Regions from separate parts of the Rattus norvegicus genome. Here region 2 is linked to region 1. Evidence: chromatin contacts called from public Hi-C data. All regions are on one chromosome and are shown on one strand. The core of a region is the stretch at or near the end of the contact, and the rest is flanking DNA. Distances in the headings are between cores, read along the strand shown.

What was found. Hi-C and Micro-C count contacts between places; a contact is called where the count stands out from the background.
Region 2: a Hi-C map of kidney shows a contact between it and region 1, with 2.3 times the contacts expected there. The contact joins the promoter of Zbtb21 here to the enhancer-like site in region 1. A contact is called at or near these places in 3 of 12 Hi-C or Micro-C datasets (kidney and liver).

What each region holds. Positions count from the first base shown.
Region 1 is chr11:50,709,863-50,714,180 of GRCr8, reverse strand. It overlaps C2cd2 (C2 calcium-dependent domain containing 2), which reads left to right. Exons shown (of 14, transcript NM_199391.1): 12 at 3,888-4,015. Among named protein-coding and RNA genes, the nearest start is that of Prdm15, 20 kb to the right of the region's middle. Within about 2 kb of position 1,835, at least 15 of the 93 cell types and tissues checked have an H3K27ac peak or open chromatin away from gene starts, as enhancers often do. A contact at or near this core is called in kidney and liver, where this site is marked.
Region 2 is chr11:50,794,089-50,798,406 of GRCr8, reverse strand. It overlaps Zbtb21 (zinc finger and BTB domain containing 21), which reads left to right and starts at 2,051. Exons shown (of 3, transcript NM_001401434.1): 1 at 2,051-2,259.

The DNA.
Region 1 (4,318 bases), core at 586-3,085:
TTAAAGGATCTAAGTTTTAGAATTTGGTTTTTGAGACTCAGGGATGTCGCTTATCTGTGAGCTCCTGTAAAATCAAAAGGAAAGTTAGATATTTCCAGACTGCAAGGGTACATACAGAGTAATTGTGCCCATTCAGAAGTGAGAAATGGGAGGATGGAAGGAAATTTTAGACTAGAGGGAGACTGAACCCTACAAGGACACTGAATGCTGTAGTCCTGTGTCTGGCATTTAATGCGTGTGGTAGAAATGATCTGGCACCAATAGAGACAGAGAATTCCACTCCTGGACCTTTGCCATTTGCAGCCGTGTGGCCTGTCTCTTGGCCTGGCTCCACTCATTACCACAGCTTTCCTTGGGACCTGTCTTACGGTCCTGGCATTGCCAACATCCTGGGGTCTCTACTTCAGCTTAGGCTTCATCTTCAGAGATTTCGCCCAATGAGATTCTCCCCACAGGAAACCTTGAATGAATAGTACTTGGCCCTACATGCTTTCCTGAATCTAGGTGCAACCCTTTATGATCCCATAACCCTTGTTTGCTGCATGCTTGAAAACCTAGCACCATGCTGACAACCCTAAGTTTCACTGATTATGTAGCTAGGCCTCCTTGTATCATGACCACAGTGGCTTCTGAGTCCCCGATGAGTGAACCTGTGACACATCTCTCTATGAAGTCCCATTTGAGTATCTTTCAAATGGATATGTAGTTTTATATGCTGGAGGTATCAGGGGTCTTACCAATTCCTAAAATGTCCTGAGAGCTTCCTTCCTACGTCCTAGTACATACTATTTGACTTCTTCCTAATGGTGCTTGAATAACTATGACCACCTGGCAGTTTGAGAGATTCTTCTTTCCTAGCCAAAGACTTCATTTTTCCTGTCTTTCTGCTCTAATTTGTATTCTCAGCCCCACTGTAAGCCTGACTAAAGCAGCCAGTAGTAACCATGCCATCGTCTGAATGCTGTGCTATGAATTCCTTTGAATTCTGTGCCACAATGTAACACAGAGGATCTCTAATCCTGTTCTAATGGAGTCCTTGTTCCCATTTCAAACTCAGTGCTTCTCTCAGCATTCAGGTCTTCCACACACCCACAGAAATAAGGTCTACTCACAGTATTCTAGAACTCTTCTTCATTTTTAAAAATATTTTTATGTTTTGATATGGTGTATCTTGATCATATCCACCACGACTCCCCAGTCCCCGTCTTCTCAGACCTTCCCCAACACAATCCCCCCACCTCGCGCCTCGTTCTGATTTTTATAAACTGAGTCCCTGTGTGTATACGGGGACATCCACCAGAGCATGGGTAACTTACCAGTGACTACAATCCTTGAAGAAAAATGACTTCCCATTCCTAGCAGCCATCAAGTTCCGGTAGCCCTTCAGCTAGGAACAGGGACTGTGAACCCACTCATGCATGTGGAATGTTGACTGACTTGATCTTGTGCAAGTAATCGCTGCTGCTGTGCTTCATGAGTACAAAGGCCAGTTCATGTCCAGAGGACAGCAGTTTACAGCACTCTTTCCTAGCCTCTAGCTTTTTCCTCCCTTTCTTCCAGAGTGTTCCCTGAGTCTTGGGGAGGCCAGATATTTTCTTTTATGAGTTTCTGCATTGACCACTGCCAAAGGGGGCTTCTCTGACTAAAGCTGAGGCAAACAGTAATGTGAATGAAAACAAATGTTTCTGACCAATGTCCATTGAGCAAAGCCACAGTAGACAGCCCCTTCCCAAGCCTGGGCTTTTGACCAGCTTTGTAGGATCAGGAGTTAATTCCTTCCTGTGTAGCTGACTTCACATCCAAAAGGCAGAAGGTTATCGTGTAGCAGTCATGCTGCTATTGCACTAGGAAATATGTCTTGCCTGTCAGCTCAGTGCAGAGGAATGCAGTTTCCGCTGTGTAAGCCCACTGATTCTTTTTCTCCCCCAGCTGCCTGCATAGCACCTTCTAGCAGGGAGGAGATTTTCAGGTCAGTTCCAGCTTTCTCTGTGTTCTAACTGAAAGTGTGTCATGTCTTCAGCAGTAGGTCTCACCTTCTAGTTACAGTGAGCAATGGCAGTAGCCTGTGTCATTTTGTGAGAGCCTCTTCAGGGGCTTTTCTAGTTCACATCTCCAAACCCTTCCACATTCTTCCCACAAGTCAGTTCCAAAGAACCAAACCACATAGGTTTCACAAATACAATAACCTGCTTTTGTACCAATTTTCTGGATTAGCTCTTTTGTATATTCTGTATCACTATGACAAAAAGATCTGACAGAAACAGTATAAGGGAGGAAAGGATTGTTTTAGCTCACTGTTTGATAAGTAAATGCACTGTAGCCAGAGTGTGTGACAGAGCCTGCTCACATGATGGCTAACCAGGGAGCAGAGAGGAAGTTTTGGAACCAGAGCCCAGGCTAACCTTCAAGGGTATCAAGGTTTCATCCTCAAAGGTATTACAGCTCCAGAGTAGCACTGCCATCTCAGAAGGCCCTCTAAACACTGGCCTCTGGGGGACACTTTACATTCAAGCTGTGATAGTACCAACTCTGTAATCTTAGGGTTATTTTCAGGTAATCAACATGTTGAACAGGTATCTTCCTGTTCATAAGTCAGTGTGAGGACCTGAGTTTGATCTCCAGCTTCCACCTAAAAAGCAAGGAGTGGCTGAGCCCAGCCCTGGGGCCAAGTGTGTGACTGTAGAAACCAGTCCCTGTGGCCTGTGGCCATGGCCGATGTCCTGCTCCTAAAACGATTTTATTGTCCTGGTTCCTTCATTTGCTTTTGCAGTTCTGGGAATCAAACCCAGGGCCTTATGTATGTTATGCAGGTGCTGTATCATTGAGCTACACCCTGGACCTCCTTTTGTCATGTTTAATTTTGCCTTAGCAGAACAGCATAAGCTAGAAGAGCTAACTCGCTGGGGGATAAAAGCCCTCTCCACTTAGCCACCTACCTGATGGCCTGGCATCTTGTCAAGTGGAGATTTTTTAAAAAGAAAGAACTTATCTGATGGAGCTAAGGAATGAGCAGATGACAAAGCATGCAGGCTCCGTCAGCAGCAATTGGTACATTTATGACACCGGAAGGGCCAGCTCTTAATAGCTTTTATCGGCTGCCATGGATTACTGATCTGTGTCAGCCACTTTTGGAGGGAAAAGGAGTTATATGCCTTTGTGAGGTCAAAATTTTCTCAATGTTTAAAAACTTTCTTTTCCTCTCTCTCTCTCTCTCTCTCTCTCTCTCTCTCTCTCTCTCTTTCTGTCTCTTTGTGTAGGTGTGTGTGTGTGTGTGTGTGTGTGTGTGTGTGAGAGAGAGAGAGAGAGACAGAGACAGAGACAGAGACAGAGACAGAGACAGAGACAGAGACAGAGACAGAGAGAGCGCATGTGGTGGTCAGAGGACAATTGCAGGAATCTGTTCTCTCCTTCTCCCACTGGGTTCCAGGGATCAAACTCAGGTTAGATCATTAGACCTGGTGCCTTTACTTACTGTACCATCTCCTCTGCCAACAAATTATTTTTGTCTGCTGGCCTTTGCCATTTCACATAGCCCTCTTGAGAAAGAGCATTACCTTATAAACAAAAACATGTGAGCCTCAAACAGACATATCGGTGAGAAGCTCATAACTACTTGGAGTCAAGTTGTAGATAACAGTGGCCTTCCTTTGTTTCCGAAAATAAAGTTTTACCAGAACCAGGCCTTGCCTGTTCATTTACATGTGGCTCCTGTCTGCTTCTACTTTATGCGGAGATAAGTTGGGAAAAAAACCCCAACTTACTTTCTCCCTCCTTCTTCCAAATGCCTGCCGACCACTGCTTATAGACTATCCTGCCCCCTGTTCTGGGGCTTTGCTTGGAGCTTGTTAAGTTTGCTACTGAACTCAGTGCTACCTTCTTTCTGGCAGAACTGTTGGTACTGAACAGCTCAGATCCTGTGGCTGAAGTTGCCATTCGGCAGCTCAGCGAGTCCTCAAAGCTGAAACTGAAGTCCCCACGGAAGAAAAGCACCATCATAATTTCAGGGATCTCCAAGGTAGGTGAGCGCAGCAGCAGGAGGTGGGAGTCTGTCAGCATAGTACCCCAGTTCCTCATTCATCCAGAAGGTCCCCTTGGCAGAGTCCAATACAGTTCCTTCCCACCAGAGTCAGTTACCTCTGGGACCACAGTAGTCCTTGGTCCTGTTGATGCAGGAAGCTAGCAGCTGTCTGCTTGGTGGTGCTCTGAGGCTTGAGAGCTTGGTGAGTCATTTCTAGAATGATTACTAAGACAGAAATAAAGGCACATGTAAGACACCCCCTGTGGTGAAGTCTACACCTAGCTGCCTCCCTGGTTTACT
Region 2 (4,318 bases), core at 802-3,301, 84 kb before region 1:
ATACAAATGGACTGGGCGTTATGAATGTAATTCTTACCCAAAAGTTTTCATAATTGTTCTTATTGTATAGAAAATGTATTTTATTGGATTAAATGGGGGCAATAGTGGATGCCAAGCAGAACCTGTGTGGGCAGGTGAACTTCCTGGAGATGGCCCACTCTATTGGGAGATTTTCCATAGTTTATATGACTTAATACTTCTACACAATGCCTGGTTCTATTTAAATCATTTTAGAAAGGGTAATTGATTAAAACTTTAAGGAGATGTTTAAGTTGTTTTTCCAGATAGATAATATCTGGAAAAAATATGTTAGAATTAATTATTTTAACTTCTAAATTTAGAATTAATTAAATATATTAAAAAAGTTAGAATTAAGAGTAGAATGTGGACCCTACCTTGTAGAATAGTGAGGGCTGCATAGGTCAGAAAAGGAGAGTAATGAGCTTTCATGTGTTGCAAATATGTAAGTGTACTATGAAGAGAAAAATAGGCTTGGGACAAGTTACTGATCAAAACATTTCATTCTAGGTTAGGTCTGTGTCTTGGGGTTTTATTGCTGTGAAGAGACACTGTGATCAAGGCAACTCTTACAAAGGAAAACATTTATTTGGGGCTAGCATACAGTTTTTAAGTCCATTATCATCATGACACAGCCCTGCCACTAAGTTTGAAGAAGGAACCAATAAAACATCATTAAGCCAGAGGTGTACGAAAGATCCAAAGGTTTCTGTTGTATTTGGCAGTTAGGTCAGACTCAGAGATTGGTTGAACATGCCCCGTGTACAGGCAGCAGGCACTGGGGACACAGCAAATGAGCTAGGAAACAGTTGGAGGGAGGTTGCTTTGCACTCCATGTGGTTAAAAAACAAGCGAATCTGGCTTTTCTCTAGGCCACAGGCTCTGCAGCTCCATATTGATTTTCTGCATGTAAAAAAGAGGCGCAATGGTGCATGCACATGCAACCTCATTGCAGGCGGTCCTCTGAAAGCCCTCTTTACAAGACCACCTCTTGCTTTAACTGCCATACAATTCAAAGTACGAAGACATTTTTAAAAAACTCTTGAATGATTGCAAAAGAGAATATTTAGTGTGAAATTCTAAAGGGCATACTCTTGAAAGACATTAAATATTCAGTTATTCATTTGGAGCCCCCCCCCACCCCACCCCAATTTGGATCTAGCTAATGCAAGATTCCTTCTCCCACATAACCCTCACACACTTCATTGAGCTTTTCATTGAGTTTTACCTTGGTTCATGTAGCTAAAACCCACCTTCAGAAGCAGATTTGAAAATCACACACTTCCTGAAACATAGAGCACCTAATTTAAGATGTAGGCATTTTTAAAGTCTGTTGTAGAATTTTCACTTGTCGAGACTGTCTGCTGCTATATTCCAGGCTCTAGAAAACTTCTGTGACCTAGAGACCCTTTCTTCACAGCTGTGATTGGTAGTTTGGCATTTGTTACCCAGTTGTCTGGTTTTGGCTTACAGTCATCTGACAAATGGAACTGTAATTTTCATGCAAAGAGGCTAAAAGAGAGCTGGTGTTGCAAGAAAAAGGTTGCATTTTCTTTGTCTTTTGTTTTGAAAAGAGCCAGGGCCTCATTCTGTAGTTTAGAATAGTTAACAGGAATTCTGCCTCAGTGTCCTGGGTGCTGGGATTATATGCATGCACCACCCTGCCCAGCTTCAACACCATTTTAAAAAGGTAAGTTTTGGACATGTGTTTGAAAAAGCCACAGAACGAATAAGGGAAACCTGGGGGCCCAACTTGTGCATTGCGGCTTTCCCCAGGAGGAAGAAATGGGGATGAGCTATTTTCCGATAACTCCCCATTCAGGGGCTTCCCATGACCACACGCCTACCCTCGGGCGTCCCTGCGCTCCACTGCTCGTGAACGCGCCTCACCGGAGAGGCACCCAAGCGCGGGACCCAACGCGGCCGCGCTCCCGCAGGCCCGCCCCCGGCCCGCCCCCAGCCGATCGACACCCAATCCCAGCGCCACGCACGTGACGAGCGCTGCCTGCGATGACCTCATCCCTGGTGTGGGATGACGTCAAATTCAAGATGGATGGAATCACAGCGGCAGCGGAGGCTGCGGGTTGCGCGAGCGGAGTGTGAGCGGAAAGGGGCTTGGCGCCTGCCCCAGGGCTGAAGAGCGGTGAGTAACCGTCACGCTCCGCGCCCTAGGAGGACGTCGGGCCCTGTCCGGGCTACGGCCTCTCTGCAAAACGCGGCCTTTCCTGACGTAACTCTGAGGTGATTTCTCTCCTTTTTTTCCTCCACCAGTGGGTTGCGGGCGTCGGGCCCTTTTACGCGTGCGCGGGGCCGCGGTCCTTACAGAGCATGCCCAGACTCCCACGTAGCCCTATGTGTCCTTGCACTGCGCATGCTCTGTGCCCGCATTTGGCCTCACCCTCGCTCCTACGCATGCTCAGCCTCCAGGCCGCTGAGCTACTCACCCTGGCCGGGGCGGCCTGAGTAACCGCGGTATGGGTCTGGGGCGCTGGCCACAGCAGAGCCGTTGAGACGCGGCTGCGGGCAAGGGCGCGCTCTCTGGGCTGGGTGGCGCGCGCTCGCGCGGGGCCGGGAAACTGGTGGGCGGTGGCGGCACCCACACCTGCCGCGGCTGGAGCGTGACAGCCTGGCAGCCAGCACCTCCGCGGCCACCTCCTTAGCCCATGCAGACCTTATCGTACTCCCCACCCCGACCCTCGGGCCCGAGGCTTTTCTTAGGAAAAAGACCCTCCTCCGGGGACATAGCACGGAAGACCTCCCTACAGCTCACATCTTGGCCGGGTCTCCCCATCTCACAGGCTTGGTTATTTGGAGCACCTTTGAGTGCCCCTCTGCAGAGACTGCACCTTGTAACCATGCACTTGTGCGTCCCTGAGGCTCTTGGTTCTGGAGAACCGCACACTGCAGCACGTGTACAGAGAGCCTTAAGCAGGTACTCCCTAAGGTTGCCCGACACAGGGGCCATGTTGGGGGGGACACTGAGCAGCCCTTTGAAGCTTGGAAATTTTGTGTGGTGCATGAACTCCAATCGCTTCTACGTCCTTCGACATCTGTGTTACAGCATAGTCTGGTGATTGTTCATAAGCATGACCCTGAGTCATAAGTTCCTGGGTTTGTTTCATGGTCCTCCCACCTTGTTTCAGAGGGCAAAAGTAGGTTAATCCATGTTAGTGTTTCCACTGAAAACCCTCCTCCATGTCTGGTGATTAATCATTACCCTTAACCTTACCCCTAAATATTGACTTTAAAGTAGAAATTTGGCTTACTTAAAAGTGACTCTTTAATTCAGCAGATGCACTTAAACAGCATAGCGTTTTTATTTACTGTTTATTGAAGGTATAGGCAGTGTCATTCTTAGGAAATATAAATTGTCAATAGAAACTGTCCCTTGAGGAATTGACAGTAGTATGTAGTAGAGAATATTAGGTATGAGAACAGTAAAAGCAACAAGAGAGTTAGCATAGAGGGCTCTAGAGAAAGAGATAACTGAGAAGCCATTTTAGTTGTCCCAGTACTAGAGCTGGTTGAGGGCTGGATTTACAGGTCTGAGAGATTAGCCAAAGGGCAAAGGAAAGAATTTTCTGCCAGAAGAGAGATGGCTGGCATCACCCAACCTAGGAAGGTGATGATTGGAGACAAGCAGGTGTGAGAATGTGGATCACGAGTACCATACCATGCAGGACAAGTGTGATCAGAGATGGATCTGCTCAGAAGGAAGGGGCTGGAGCTTGAAGTCTGAGCAGAAATAGGTAGAGTCAGTTCAATTATTAATACAGCCACAAAAGCTCGGGAGAGGCTGAGAAAACACCCCATGCTGGGTTCTACGAACTCTGGAGAGATGAAGATGAACAAGTCCAAGCCTCAGGTCTAGTGAGCTTTCTTTACGTGGTAGACACCTGCCAAGTCCGATGCTAGGAATCCAAAAGTGGAAATGAAGGCTTTCCGGGGGAGCAAATGGGGTCCTCTGAGGGGTTCACATATAAAAGCTGATGCATTGAAATCACCGTGGGGTTACTGCAGAGGGATGTGCAGAGGCAAGTGGCAAAAGCTTTATATTTCTATCTGAATCCTTCTGTACAAAGTGGCCAAGTAAAGGAGAGATAAAAGATACTTTTGGGTTTCAGAAACTGGAAGTGCAGATTTGTGGGTTCGATGGTAAGGGGTGCCACTGTCTTAGTTTGGGTTTTAGTGCTGTAAAGAAACACCACGACCAAGGCAACTTTTATAAAGGAAAACATTTAATTGGGTCTGGCTTTCGGTTTCAGAGGTTTCATTATAATCATGATGGGAAGTATGGAAG